Linked DNA regions of Anser cygnoides: region 1 is linked to region 2. The links are chromatin contacts, called in public Hi-C maps. All regions are on one chromosome and are shown on one strand. The core of a region is the stretch at or near the end of the contact, and the rest is flanking DNA. Distances in the headings are between cores, read along the strand shown. Region 1 overlaps NHLRC3 (NHL repeat containing 3). Region 2 holds the start of COG6 (component of oligomeric golgi complex 6).

What was found. A called contact is a pair of places that touch in the nucleus more often than the background predicts.
Region 1: a Hi-C map of fetal liver shows a contact between it and region 2, with 2.7 times the contacts expected there. The contact joins the enhancer-like site here to the promoter of COG6 in region 2. A contact is called at or near these places in 4 of 7 Hi-C or Micro-C datasets (fetal liver, granulosa cells and liver).

Annotation. Positions count from the first base shown.
Region 1 is chr1:185,233,537-185,237,381 of Taihu_goose_T2T_genome, forward strand. NHLRC3 (NHL repeat containing 3) reads right to left here. Exons shown (of 7, transcript XM_048051352.2): 7 at 2,531-3,845. Among named protein-coding and RNA genes, the nearest start is that of PROSER1, 9.8 kb to the right of the region's middle. Within about 2 kb of position 1,330, at least 1 of the 3 cell types and tissues checked has open chromatin away from gene starts, as enhancers often do. A contact at or near this core is called in fetal liver, where this site is marked.
Region 2 is chr1:184,922,561-184,926,773 of Taihu_goose_T2T_genome, forward strand. COG6 (component of oligomeric golgi complex 6) reads right to left here and starts at 2,207. Exons shown (of 19, transcript XM_066989664.1): 1 at 1,891-2,207; 2 at 526-669. The coding sequence starts at 2,001.

The DNA.
Region 1 (3,845 bases), core at 80-2,579, 310 kb after region 2:
GACAACTACTAGTACTGTCCTGAGAGCTAAGAATTCAGGCCATAACAATTTGTGGGGACATAGCCCTGCAGAGCACACAGAACTAAGAGAGGTTCAGTGCTGGCAGGTCTAATATCCAGACTTCCTAGCAAGCAGTGAGCATTCTTTTGGATTTTTAAATAATAATAATAATAAAGTACTATGGCAACATTTTTAAATTAAAGCCTTACCAGTTTTCCTGCTGCAAGGCAAGCTTTCTGATCTGTATGGTTTTATAGAGGGAGTGAGGCAAAAGATGACTGAGTCATCACTTGTAAATGAGTCCATGGGGGATAAGTAAAAAAATTTCCTGGATTAGCCACGTCTCTAAGATAGCTGAAAATAGAAAACATGAGGTTGAAGCCAAGCAAATCTAAACGAAATGTGAAGCCTTTCCCCTTTTTTAATGATTACATTTATTGTCCACTGGGAAGGATTAAAACATACAGACTTAAGTTGTTCAAGAGCTCTTAGGTCTTAATTTGTTTGTAAAAAAAAGTTAGCAGGCTTGTTTCTGATGTAACTGACAAAGTTAATTAACCTCTGTTTTGCAGATCCAGTTATACAATCATACTTATTTTCCTCAGCCTCAAAACATGATCCTATGACAAAGTTCATATCTTATTTGTATTAGTGTTGCTTGGGTTTTAATTCAGTAACAAATCATCGTAGATGCAAAAATTAATATGCTTCCACTTTCAAATTTTATATAAGCAAAGTGACTGATGCTCTATGAACTCTGAAAGACTCAAATATTTCAAAACATTTATCTAATGGAAAGTCTGTGTTGAAACTTTTTGATGCAAACCGCTGGCAAATAGCTTTTGCACATGCAAACAAAAAAAAGTAGAATAAAATAATAATACAAAATCATAGGAGGGTTTTAGAGAAAGGAGGAGCAGAATGAAACTGGTGAATCAGCTCCAGTAAGCTTAGCTCTAATCTCACTTGGGGTCATCTCTGTAGGGAAACACACCAGCATTGCTCTTTTGTATAATCACGCTGCTACAGTTATACTATTATGAATTATTATGTTTCCAACACAACGTATCAGGAGTAATTCCATTGAAATCAATGGCATAAGGAATAGAAGAATCAATTCACCATACACAGCAGTCTCTGGACACTGAATTACTCATTTTTTCTAGGAAAAATAATGGAAATAAACGTAAGATGGACATAAATCCAGTAGTAATACACCAAAATGACTGTAATACAATTATTTGCTTATGTTTAAAGCAGTCTGTGTTGAACAGAGAAAGGAAGTCTGCAGCAATTCATTATCTTTGTTGACTTACTCCAAATGTTCAGAAATTATCAGCTGTTTACTTTGCTGGTATATGGTTACACTGCCAAGCATCAGCAAGCGTTTGGTGCCCTCTTATGGTTTATCCAAGCAACTTCAATGATAGCAAATCTTCACTTGCTCGTAGATCACTCGTAAAGGTTTCTCAGGTTACAAATGGTTGAGAAAGGAAGTGTCAACTAAGATAACTAACCACTTAACGTTTCAAAAAGGTTAATAACCACCTGAAGGCAGTGAACTTACAATAATAAGCAGACCCACATACATCCCTATGCACCCTCCCCTGCAGCTCTGAACTGAGATAGCCTCACCAAACTGATCTTGCTTGGCACAAACGTGATCCAGGGTTGTTTTTCACCAGGCAGATGTGGTTAAATCCATTGCTGACTATTACAGAAAATATATGTCTGGTTAGCATCACTGGGAAAAATTAAACCGAATTGTATTAATAGGTCTTAGAAACTTAGAAGAGGGAGAGAAGACTGGTCTATCTGTTTTTACTTTTTGGGAATGTCATCCAATTAACAATGCAGGCACTCACCCAAAGACCAGATCAATTGAGGAAAAAAAAAAAAAAGTTCCTTCCCAAAGTTGAAGCCATCAAAATATGGTGTATTCTTATTTATTTTGTTGCTCCAGCAATAATTTCTCACACTTAAAAACTGGCATACTTCAACTAAAATCAGAATTTCTTGGGTTCTGGCAGTCATGCTTTCTTCTTTGCCTGGTTAACACTGCAGTATGTTATTTTTCTTCTTGTGCAAGTATTTCTATCTTAAAGAGAATTCCCTCCCTGATCTTCTAAAAACTAAACAGATTGCTCCATAAGTCTTCTCAGGAAATAAAATGTGATTCTGTATTAAGAAGTATTTGCTAGTTTGTTTTTAAATTTCCCTATTAGCATAAAAAGGGTATACAATCTATTTTTTTAATGTTTTGTACTTATGTGATTTATCGCCCTATTTTACAAATTATTCAGATGAAAACATCTTGGAGAGATTTGTGCTTTTTTTTATACACAAATCAGAACACAAAAGAGATGGGCCACAGAAATAGCAATGTAAAAAGACAATATGGAACTTTAGATTCCATTTTAAAAAGGTATTTAAAAATTTCTGTTATCAACATTTAAGTGCTGGGAACCCTGTATTTAGAAGAGTAATCCACTGTAATAAAATGTATTGATATTAATAAAGAGCCCAAACCTTTTACAATGGAAAATTCTCAATTTATTTTACCAAGTTATCCTATTACACAATCTTTCAGAGATCAGTTTCAGAATGATACATATGAAAAGCTTCACAGAATTAGAAAGTTAGTGCACAAATCAATCACTTTCTCAGTTTGGCCATAGACACTAAGGTGAAAAGGAGTCTGAGCATCTCATACTATATACTTCCCTTCTTAGCATAGATACCCGATTTCCAAATGTAAGGCATTTCTTGGCACCGTGGCCTATTTCAGTAAATTCAGACAAAACTGTATGAATATTCCCCATTTCTAGGGGCTGCAAAAGCCCACATAAACATAGACTTGGTAAGACATCCATGCAGCAAACAGAAACTTGTATAACTTATTTGTCAACATCCACAAGTGCACCACTCCTTCAGAGAAAACAGAAACATGTTCCCAGAGAGTTTCTAGTTCTGTTTCAAATGGATGTGACAAAGACAAAATAAATAAGGATGAGATGTGACGAGGAATAATCAATGTGCCTGAAACCCTTAAACCACCAAGATATGTTCATATATATAAAGATATTTTGGTAACATTTTAAAAAATAAATCCACCTTCTGTAGGTGAGAAATAGCTAAATTGCACAAAGCACAGATATCCCTGAGCTAGTGGTGACCTAGTTAAAAAATCCACACAACACACTGCAAAGCTATGTGGACCTATCTGCCTAGGTCTAGAGGAAGTACTGCTGCTGCCTTTTCAGCTAACAAATATTGCTTATTAGCTTCCATTTGACACCATGTGAATCATGGGTCATATTTGCTAGTGTATAACCTTGAGGTCCTGGTTTTGAGGCTGGCACAAGGGCAGTCAGGTTAGATCTGCCTTTATTATTGTGGACGTAGCCAACAACAAAGCATTTATATTTGGTGCATTAATCTCAAATAGCACTGAAATCAGGGCACCAGCCTCCACAGCTGAATTACTTTCCACTGAATGCATGAATCTGGCTTTTCTGGACAGTTTTCCCATCTGCTGACCCAGAAATTTTGGGGTCTTAGATTGAAACCTGCCAGACAAAGATGCATTTGCTTTTGGTGACATTCACTGATGTGGATACCCCCCATCAGAAAAATTCCATTTCCTACATTCCTTTCTAAGGAAGTAGAAAAAAAAAGTGTCCCTTAGCTGGTAATTAGCATTAAAATCATTCCACACTTACTCTACTGTGTGGAAACAGAACAAATCCTCCCAAATGTTTTGAAAAGCTAGTAGATGAACATGGAATATGGGTGCACAGCTTTAGAGAAGTACTCAGTTACTCACTCTAAGTGTCATTTCTGCC
Region 2 (4,213 bases), core at 957-3,456:
AAGATGATAAAGGGCAACAGGTACAAGTTGTACTGGGAAAGGTTTCCTCTTGATAGAAGAAAAAAATTTCTTACCATGAGAATAATCAACCACTGGGACAATCTCCCCAAGGATATGGCAGAACCCCCTTTACTGGAGGTTTACAAGATGCAATTGGACCAGGTGCCAGATAATCTCATCTAGGCCCCCCTTTTCCCATAAAAGGTTGGACCTGATGATCTTTTGAGGTCTCTTTCAACCCGTGTTGGTCTTACCACTCTATAGTTGCTCTAGGGTCCCTACATAATCCATGGAGAGAAAGCATCCCTAAAGATCAATGTTCACCTGAATCTTTTTTTTTAATTGTTTGAAATATCACCGCTGTATGTACAATGTTTCCATCAAATGGTATAAATGATGAAACATTTTTATTGTAAATGCATATTTGTCTGGGAAAAATCACAATTTCTCATAACTCCTTTTTCTTTTTTAAAATTATGCAGCAGTACTCCAACAAGATAGCTAGCCAAACTGTAAAACTGCTACCTCTTTAACTTGCTTGAATATGTGGACAAATTCTTCATTTATGGCTAAGCTTCGTCGTTCAATGTCTCCACGCAAGTTTCTTCGGGTGCGCAAACTATTTTCGACAAAAAAGGTTGAGAGAGCCTTGAGTGCTTCCAGCATTTCCTAAGAAGTAAAAGAGAAAATGAAATTAACATTTCACTAGGTTATAAAGAAGCATATTGCATAGTCTGCAGCCAACCCAAGTTCACTGCTTTAGAGAAAAAAGTAGTATATAGAATTATAGAATCATTGAGGTTGGAAAAGACCTTCAAGGTCACCTGGTCCAACCATCCCTGTACTACCAATGTCACCCACTAAACCATGTCCCTGAGCACCACATCCAACCTTTCCTTGAACACCCCCAGGGACGGTGACTCCACCACCTCCCTGGGCAACCCGTCCCAGTGCCTGACTGCTCTTTCTGAGAAGAAATGTCTCCTCATTTCCAACCTGAACCTCCCCTGGCACAACTTGAGGCCATTCCCTCTAGTCCTATCACTAGTTACCTGTGAGAAGAGGCCGACCCCCAGCTCCCCACACCTTCCTTTCAGGTAGTTGCCGGTAGTTGCAGAGAGCAATGAGGTCTCTCCCCCTGAGCCTGCTCTTCTCCAGACTAAACAACCCCAGTTCCCTCAGCCGCTCCTCACAGGACTTGTGCTCCAGGCCCTTCACCAGCTTCGTAGCCCTTCTCTGGACACGCTCCAGGGCCTCGACGTCCTTCTTGTAGTGAGGGGCCCAAAGCTGAACACAGCACTCGAGGTGTGGCCTCACCAGAGGGGGACGATCACCCCCCTGCTCCTGCTGGCTGCACTATTCGATACAAGCCAGGATGCTGTTGGCCTTCCTGGCCACCTGGGCACACTGCCGGCTCCCATTCTGGCGAACATGGTTTTAGAGAAAATAATACCAAAACATGCTATAGACCACTTGGTAAATACCTAAAACAACTGATGAGTCTCTCTTCTTTTTATATGTTATAACATAAGACTGTCTACTTTTTTTTTTTTTTTATAACAGCTTTAACCAGAAGGCTAATAGTTGGTTAAAGCATAACTACAAAACACCTAAATCAGGAAAAGCCTCAGCGGTGCCACCCGAACTACGCAGCGCCAACGTCCCCAGGACGGGCAGAGATGCGTGGCATACCCCTGGAGGCCCAAACCCGGCTTTTATTCCTAATTCCCGCTGCAGACCCCTGCCTGCCCCCCTGGGACGGAGCCGAGGGGACGCCAGGGCTCGCTTCTCCCTTCGGAGAGCCCGCGGGGGCCCTGCGGCCCCCGGCCCGGCCCGGCCCTGCCGCCCCCTCTGCCCCCTCAGCGGCGGGGCCGGAGCCTGCCGCCCCACCTTGTCGTTGTCCAGCCGGGTCTCCAGGATCTTGTTGAGCTTGCGGGCCAGCGGGTTGATGCCGGGGCCCGCCGGGGCTGCGACCTGCGGCGGGGCAGCGGTGTCGGCCATGGCTGCGTGCGGCGGCGGAGCGGCTCCCGGGGAAACGCGCTCCCCGGCCTTTGGTTCCTCCCGCGGCCGCCCGGCCCGAGGGGGCAAGGCTGGCGCCGTGTGACAGACAGACACACGGACAGACAGGCAGAAACTCACCCCGTGCCTGTTCCACGGGCGTGGTGCCGGCTACGGTCCCGGGATCCTGCAGTTTGCAGTGCGGGAGCCGAGTTTAGTCCGTCCGGGGGGTGTGGAGGGGACACAGACTCACAGAGGCCACCGAGGAGCTTTAAAAGATTAACCTTTTAAAGTTAGAATTGTAAAAGATTTCCCTGTTTTACTTACATACTGCATTCCTGGAATACCTATCCGTAATCCTTCAAACATACTCTGTTAGTATCTGAAATGGGGTTCGGTACCACTCGGGTTGGTTATGAGACCAAAATACGCGACCCCTGGTACGAGCGATTCCCAGGGGAACAAGGAAAAGTTTGGGATTTGTGATAAGAAAAAAGATTCTCTTCCTGAGGTCGCATGGCTGTATTCATTTCATGCTTGTTGTGTAAATGAGCATAACTTAAAAAAATAAAAAAAAAATGTAAAAGAAATGGGCTATTATTATAGTAATCCAAATGAAAGTAAAAGCATGTCAAAATGGGGAGATCTTATGTTCATCATGTTCTTATGCTCATCATTTACTGAAACAGTTTTTAACTAAGAGGTTTGTTTTTTTTTCCTGTCATGTCATTTTCTTCTTGTATCTAGTCAGCAAACAGATCTTCATGTATTTTTAGACACCTCGTTTCCCTCCTTAGCTTCTGTTCCTCCGCCCTGTTTTGTCGGTTTTACCTCTTCCTAGACGTCCCTTACTTCTGACCAAGCTTCCAGGAGCCAGGATCTCCCTTCTCCATGTCAGGAATCTGCTTTAGACTTAAAATGAAGAGATAAAACAGCATGCAGTCACAGGTGCATGCTGTCACAGATGTGAGCAATTATATTTAAGCATGTAAAGAAAACTCCATTATTATAAAGATCGCATCCCAACTATACATTGGATGTTGCTACCAGACTGAACAAAGATTCAAATGCTGTTAACCTGTTGGATGAGTTGACACAGCGAAGGCACACCTTGAACTCAGAAGGACTTGAACATCTGAATCACAAATGTCAAGATAAGATCATTGCCAAGCCTCATCCAGCCAGTTATACCACAGACATATAAGGAACCGCAAACATTTTCCTCTGTCAGTTGGTGCATGTACTGTCTTTTAAAGCATCCAGTTTTGCTTTCAGATGCTCCTTGATGGAAGTGTATTTTTTCATGAATTTGTTTCACGAGCCAGATTACTTCTAGATAAGGCAGTAACCTACAGGATTTTGAAACAGTATGTTTTTATCTGTGCATGTGTTCCCCAAGAAAAATAAAAATAAATAATCAAGGGAACACATTTTAATCTCCTATAACTGAGAGAAGCATTTGTATAAGGGCACCAGGGCTTTTATATATGTATATATATATATATTTTGTGTGTGTGTCTGTGTGTGTTTAGGAATATTAGATGCATCTACAAAGACAATAACAAACAAATAAATCCTTTCTTTTTCTGATATGGATAATGTTTGCAGGCTAGATTTTTCCTCGTAAAGTATTTTTTTAAAAACAAAAATTCAAATGTAATCATGCAATGAGATCACTGCCTAAAACTCAGCTGCTGTCTCATGGCTAGTAAATGTCATAGTGTCATGAAGGAACTTTTGACGTGGCATTCTTACTGACTTGCTTGTCCACCAGCAAATAGTTTCCTGTTAAGTCAACTAGATGAATATTATGGGATAAAATGACTGGGCGTTTGTGATCTGTAACTGCCAGAGGGTGCTTTGATTTCAGATAGCAGTCTCTGTGTACCAGTAGAAGACACTTTGTGTATTGTGCATAATTTACGCAAGCATAATTTTCCTGACTAAAGCTAGATATGGCAGCAAAACTACAGGTGTCAGCAAAGAAATGTCTGGTACGTAGTGTATTCCGTTGATTCGCTTATCTCAGTTCCTTATTATGGTGAAAGTGTTCACAGAACACACATTTGGTGCAGTACAGATAGGAGCACACTTTATCCTGTGGAACAACTCCTGTGGAATGCCACCTGTTGTTTAAGTAGCCCAAGCTAATATTGCAATTGTATCTTCAAACACTTGGAGTTCTGTGTGCCTTTTGTAGGGAAAGACAAAAGCA